Regions from separate parts of the Mus musculus genome. Here region 2 is linked to region 1. The links are chromatin contacts, called in public HiChIP or PLAC-seq maps. All regions are on one chromosome and are shown on one strand. The core of a region is the stretch at or near the end of the contact, and the rest is flanking DNA. Distances in the headings are between cores, read along the strand shown. Region 1 holds the start of Hrob (homologous recombination factor with OB-fold). Region 2 has its middle 3.2 kb from the start of Gm11627.

Region 1 (2,933 bases), core at 285-2,784:
CTAGGAATAAGTTCAGAAATGGAAAACCTGGGTTCTGGGATGTAGGCTGGAAGCAGATCAGAGGACTCAGACAGAGCAGGATGACAAGCTCAGTATAGGGGGAGGGTCCCAGCACTGTTAATTTTGTTTAACCTGGAATGATAACAGCCAAGAGTCCTGGAGTACTATGTGATTCCAGGTATGACCCTGACCAAGCTCACATGCTCACATAGCAAAGAGGAGGTAGAGTTGAGAGCCTATGACCCAGCTATCGAGACTTCAGCATCTACAGTTTAACTGCTATACCATTTTGCTTCCTAGAATTCCAGGGGACTGAGGGTTTTTTTTTTGTTTTGTTTTTTGTTTTTTTTTTGGTTTTTTTTTTTTTTTTTTTGACAGGGTTTCTCTGTGTACCCCTGGCTCTCCTGGAACTAACTCTGTAGACCAGGCTGGCCTTGAACTCAGAAATCCGCCTCCTTCTGTGCTGGGATTAAAGGCGTGGGCCACCACCACCTGTCTGGGACTGAGTTCTTGACTAGAGGCTTCAGGAAGACAACCCCCCTATAATTATGTGCAAAGCATCATGTGTTTGTACACATGTGCCTTGTTCTGAGGAAGAATCCACCAATTTAGTCATATTTCTATGGCTCAGACGGCTACTGTGCTCTGAGGAAAAGACACACCCTGTCTTTCCCGGATCTCTTCATTCAGTCTTACTTGCCTTATATGCTTGAGCCAGGCCTTACCTTCCAGTCCCTGCATGGCCTCCAAAGTAATTTTGTTTATGTTTTTGTTTGTTCGTTTTTTCTGCAGTGTATGTATGTATGGTAGCTGGGACCAGAGTCTTGAAGACGCTTAGTACAATGTTGACCATTGGAATGCACTCCCAGCTTTCAGGCCTATTTTTCTAACATGCAAAGAAGGCACACATTTTTCTGTCGTAGAAACTCTTTAGGGCTGGGCGTATTATTAGCTTAGTGTTGAACATTTGCTTAGCACGTGCAAGGCCCAAAATCGTTCAATCCCTCCTCATTCACCAGAGGATGATGGCGCATGAGGCTCTCTACCTTTTCCTGTCTCTACCAATCAGCTTGGCCTACAAAGTGTGAACCCCCCCCCCCCCCCCGCCGCCCTCCCCGGTTCCATCCCTAGCACCACATAAAACCAGCCACCCCAGCGTTTGGGAGGTAGAGGAAGAACAATATGGAGTTAAGGTTATTTTCGGCTACAAAGTGAGTTAGAGGGCAGCCTGGGCTACACGATCGGCTGCGTTCTGGTGAGGATGAAGTCACTCTCAAATCACCAGTGTGCTCAACAAAAAAAAAAAAAAAAAAAAAAAAAAAAGAAGGGAGAATAAAGTGTATAAGATTTCTCCAAGCTCCCTTTCAACCAGAACGTGGCAGCCGGCTGGACTAGAGGGACCGCTTGGGGGCGACCGAGAGACCTTTGATTTTCCCTTTAAGGCTGCGGCGGAAGGCCCGAGGAAGAAGGACTTTGTGTCGGCAGGATAAAAATTGGTGCCTTCCCTTTAAGGGGGCGGAGCTATTGTTTTGGCGGCGGCTTTGAAAGCCGCTCTGGGTGCACGTTCTTAGGCGCCCCTCTCTCAGTTTCCGCTGCGGTCTTAAAGACGCTTCTCTTGGACCTTGCTCTGGGAATGCGACCGGACATAGTTCCCTACTCTACGTCTGGGTCGAGTTGGAGGTGAACCCTTGAGTCTGACACGGCCGGGCCGACCCGCCGGCCCGAGCCCACGGCCTGTCGTTATGGTAATGCCGCGTCTAAGCCGCCCGGGCTCTGGGGAGGAGGCGTTCCAGCCCCGGGGAAGCCGGACTCCGGGTTGGGCTCCGGGCTCGCTAGTCTGCTAGGACGGGATCTGCCTGGTAGAGACTGAGTGTAGTCTGCAGACCTGGGGGCTAGGTAGGAAGGGCGCGCAACGCGCAGGAGACCTTGTGAAAGGTACCTCCCCCGGACATACAGACCTACAGACAGACAGAAAAATAGTCATCAATCCCTGCGAGCCCAAACGTCACTGGCTTTTGGAATCTTTGCCCCCAACCTCGTGATCTTGGGGTGACTAACATTCAACTCTCCTCTCCCTCCTTCCCTTCCTCTCCTCCTCCGCCTCCTCCTCTGTTTTTATTTTTTTGGGAGGAGGGTGGGTCCTTGAAACAGGCTTTCTGCCCCTGGCTATCCTGTAACTCAGTATGTAGATTAGGCTGGCCTCGAACTCAAAGTTCTGCCTTAGGCGTTCTGGGAATTAAAGGCAGCAGCTACCATGCCACACGCCCTCAATCCCCCACCAAAAACCCAGGCTGTGGGTGTGACACTCGTCTGAGTCTGCTGTCCAGGAAGAAGAACCGTAGACTGGGGCAGTCCACACTCTTGGCAACTTTGCCTTTGGCTTTGGTCCTCTGTAGAAAGAAATCACTGGCTTGATCCTCAGAAACAAGGGTTTCAGGCAGGGTCCTTTCTTGTGTTGGACCAACCTTTGAGATTCTGTTGCAGAATACTCAGGCCTGTTTCCAGAGGTGGTGTAGGCAAGTAATCCCATCCTTTGGGAAAGGAAAGGGTCAGGAGTTCAAGGTCAGGGGCTGGGGAAGTGGCTGAGCAGGTAAAAGGTGGTTGTCTCTGATGCCTCAGTTACATCCCTAGGACCCATAGGGTGGAAGAAGCCGACTCCCTCAAGTTCTTTTCACCTTCACACCCATGCAGTAGTGTACCCCACCCCCACTAAATCAATCATTTTTTTTATATAAGATTTGAAAATTACCTTTATCAACATAATAATGACTTGAGGCCAACTTGGGCTACTTGAGACCCTTATGCTGACCCTGCCTTTGTCTCCCTTAGCAGTCGCCTCTCTTTTACTATCTCCCCTTTCTAGGAGTAGTTCAGATAAACTGTGTGTGTGCATTATATGTATATATGTGTATATATATATATTTTTTTTTTGG
Region 2 (2,955 bases), core at 360-2,859, 330 kb after region 1:
GTCGGTCAGTGCCTGCCTAGCATTCACAAAGTCCCAAGTCTGATCTCCAGCACCACATATAACCAGGAATGGTGGAGCTTTGTGAGTTCAAAGCCTACCTGGTCTGTTGGACCTTCGGAGGTCCTGATACCAACATGGTCTACATAATGAGTTTCAGGCCAGCCTGGTCTATGTAGAGAAACCCAGTCTGGAAAGAAAATACTACAAAACAAGCTTCTACTACTTATGCTGTTCCCAGTGGTGGCCTCAGAGCTCCCATCCTGCAGACTAGAGAAACAGAGCCCAGCAGTGAACCAGCCCCGAAGAACAGACCCAGTTCAAGGGCTCGGGGAGAGTTGGATAAAAATCACTGGAGAGGTTGTTTATTTTCCTATGAGATGTCCACTGGTTCACTCAAGCAGGGCTGCTTTTCCTTCCTCCATTTTGGTGCTCTTTGGTCCGTCTCCTCATCACCATATGTCACTCTGTCTGGGCCCCTCAGCCAGGTGGAAGATGCGGACTTGCAGTCCACCAGATACCCAGGGATTCTTCGTCTCAGAGTGTCTTTGGCCAAGGGGCTCTGGCATCTGGCCAGTGCCTTTCTCCCTGCTAGACTGGCTCCCCACAGGCCCCTAATCCATCTCACGCAGCAGGAAGCCCTTAAGCTCCCTTTTCAATGCCCTTCCCCAGCCTGCTGTGGGCTCTGAGCCTTTCTATACCACCCTTGGCAGGAGCTATGTTATACAAGCTGGACAGAACTGCCCTTGGAAAGAGGTCATCTTGCCCCAAGCGGCTTCCTGCTCCTGGCTGGCTGGCTGGCTGCTTCTCTGCTGTAGCCTGGTCCTTTCCCCAGGGTCACCCTTCTAGTACGTTGCCTGGGCATCTCATGGCGCAGATAGCCCTGGCTAAATCACCATCAAAGTTCCACACGGTTCAGGTGGGGTAGAGAGGACGCTACAGAGACGGTGGGCAGGACACTGGGGTCTGCCACAAGTGTGGCAGGCAGAAGTGGCCTCTGGCTCTGTGCCATCAATCTTTTAAAAAGACCATTCTTCACTTTTCCCGATTCTTTCAGCCTCCACGGGGCATTCTCAGACTGTGATACTGCCCAGATAGCACCAGGCAAGCTTAGCCCTTGGGAGAAAAGAGCCAAGCAGAGGGGAGACAAGAGCTGGGGACACAGGTCCTTTCTTCCTAGGATGTAATACTAATTGCTTGTCAACCCTGGAGACTCGACAGCTTGAATCATTCTACAGTGGGCTTGGTTTCAAATCCCTAATCCTGTGACTCCAGCACACTGACTTGTTAATGGTTTTGATTTTTGGTTTGGAAAATATAAATTCTTTGTTCAAGCTGGCTCACATCTATAATTCCAGGACTTGGGAAAGCCGAGACAGGAGGATTGCCAAAACTTGTGAGTTCCAGGCCGATTGGACCTTAGAGCAAGCCCCAACCTACAAAACGCGCGTGTACTGTCTCTCTGCCCTCGACTGACTTCTGCACCCCCGTTTCTTCAGTGTCTCTCTGTGTGTGGGGTCTTCCCACCTAGGCCCCTTCAGCCTTGCCTGGAAGTCGGCAACCTAGGAGTGGCTGGAGAGAAGTTGGGGATGCTGCCAAGAGGTCGGTTTGTAGTTCAGATTCCTCTCATTCCAGACTCAGCAGGCTTTCTAAGGGAAGGGCTGTGATAGGGAGGAGGACCCTTGGTGCACCAGCTGTGGAGAGAAGAGGGGTGTTCGTTCTCTTTAGCTGACCCCCCCAACCACAAGTAGGACCCTAGGACCTGCGCGCACCAAGTACAGCCCTTGCCCCCTCAGCAGCCTGCACTTTAAGGCCCTCCCGACACGGGAGCCATAGTCAGGGCTAAGTTCTTTGCATTTTCCAGAGTCCCTCACTCTCCTGGGTGTGCTAAGGTGGGCATTTGGGGGCGGGGAGACTGAGCACAGGAGGAATTGCCTGGGAAGTGTGACTGGTTCAGCCCCAGTTTCAAAGAAGCCATAGTCCCCCCCAAATGAAGTTGGCCAAGTTTTGCTTTAACCCAGCAATGGGGTTTGTTATTCTATCCTGCAACTCCTAGGCCAAAGAATTCCTCAAGGGTTATCTGGGGTGACCTTGCCCTGGGGGAAGGCAACCTGAAACCCCACGCCTCCCTTCCCGGCGACTTCAGAGTGTAGAAATCCGTGTACCTGCACCTCTCCCTGGGAAACATCCCCTCTCCAACAGTGTCTTCCTGACCCAGGCAATGGAGGGAAAACAAACATTGCAGGCAAGGGTTGGGTGTCCATCAAATGAAGTGACCACTTTGTCTGACCTTCTCAACCCTTTAAGAAAGAAGATTAATGTCGCCTTTTGTCACTGAGTGACCTATGCCAGGAAGGACCACATTGGCTAGTTTAGGCTCAGTTGAGCTTCAGAAGTCGGAATAGAGAGCCTGGGTGGACTGAGGGACCTGAGAGAGGCGGTGGAGTCTCAGTTGGAGATGGAGTGTAGTGATGCTGACAGGTAAGAAAAAAATTCTTTGGGAGGTGGTGGTGGGGGTGAGATAGGGTTTTTGTTGTTGTTGTTGTTGTTGTTGCTTTGTTTTGTTTTGTTTTGTTTTTCTTCCCAAGGTGAGTTTCTCTGTGTAGCCCTGGCTGTCCCCAAACTCACTTGTGGACCAGGCTGACCTCTAACTCAAGAGATCCACCTGCCTCTGCCTTCTGAGTGTTGGGATCAAAGGTGTGTGTCACCACAACCCAGCACATAGATTGTGTTTAAAGAGGAGTCTTAACTCAGGAAGGGACTTCCATATAGGATCCTGTAGGGTCTGAAAGCTGGGTCTGAAGGAACATTTCTAATTCAGACCAGGGCCAAGGAGAAAAGAGAAAAGTTCAGGGGAAAAGAAATTCAGGAGGCCAATTTCTTGAGATAGCATCTTTTGATTGATTGATTGATTGATTTAAATTCTTTTGTTGTTTGTTTTTCGAGACAGAGTTTCTC

What was found. HiChIP or PLAC-seq counts read pairs in DNA pulled down with a chosen protein or histone mark.
Region 2: a contact with region 1 is called in an HNF4G HiChIP or PLAC-seq map of pancreatic cancer cells. The contact joins the enhancer-like site here to the promoter of Hrob in region 1. A contact is called at or near these places in 3 of 39 promoter capture datasets (cranial neural crest, liver and pre-B cells), 2 of 484 Hi-C or Micro-C datasets (both in embryonic stem cells), 2 of 115 datasets of contacts at active chromatin or transcription factors (pancreatic cancer cells and stem cell-derived neural progenitor cells) and 1 of 9 other capture datasets (adipose tissue).

The regions. Positions count from the first base shown.
Region 1 is chr11:102,247,348-102,250,280 of GRCm38.p6, forward strand. Hrob (homologous recombination factor with OB-fold) reads left to right here and starts at 1,535. Exons shown (of 10, transcript NM_153544.3): 1 at 1,535-1,745. The coding sequence starts at 1,743.
Region 2 is chr11:102,580,837-102,583,791 of GRCm38.p6, forward strand. No RefSeq gene overlaps it. Among named protein-coding and RNA genes, the nearest start is that of Gm11627, 3.2 kb to the left of the region's middle. Within about 2 kb of position 1,610, at least 57 of the 459 cell types and tissues checked have an H3K27ac peak or open chromatin away from gene starts, as enhancers often do. A contact at or near this core is called in embryonic stem cells and pancreatic cancer cells, where this site is marked.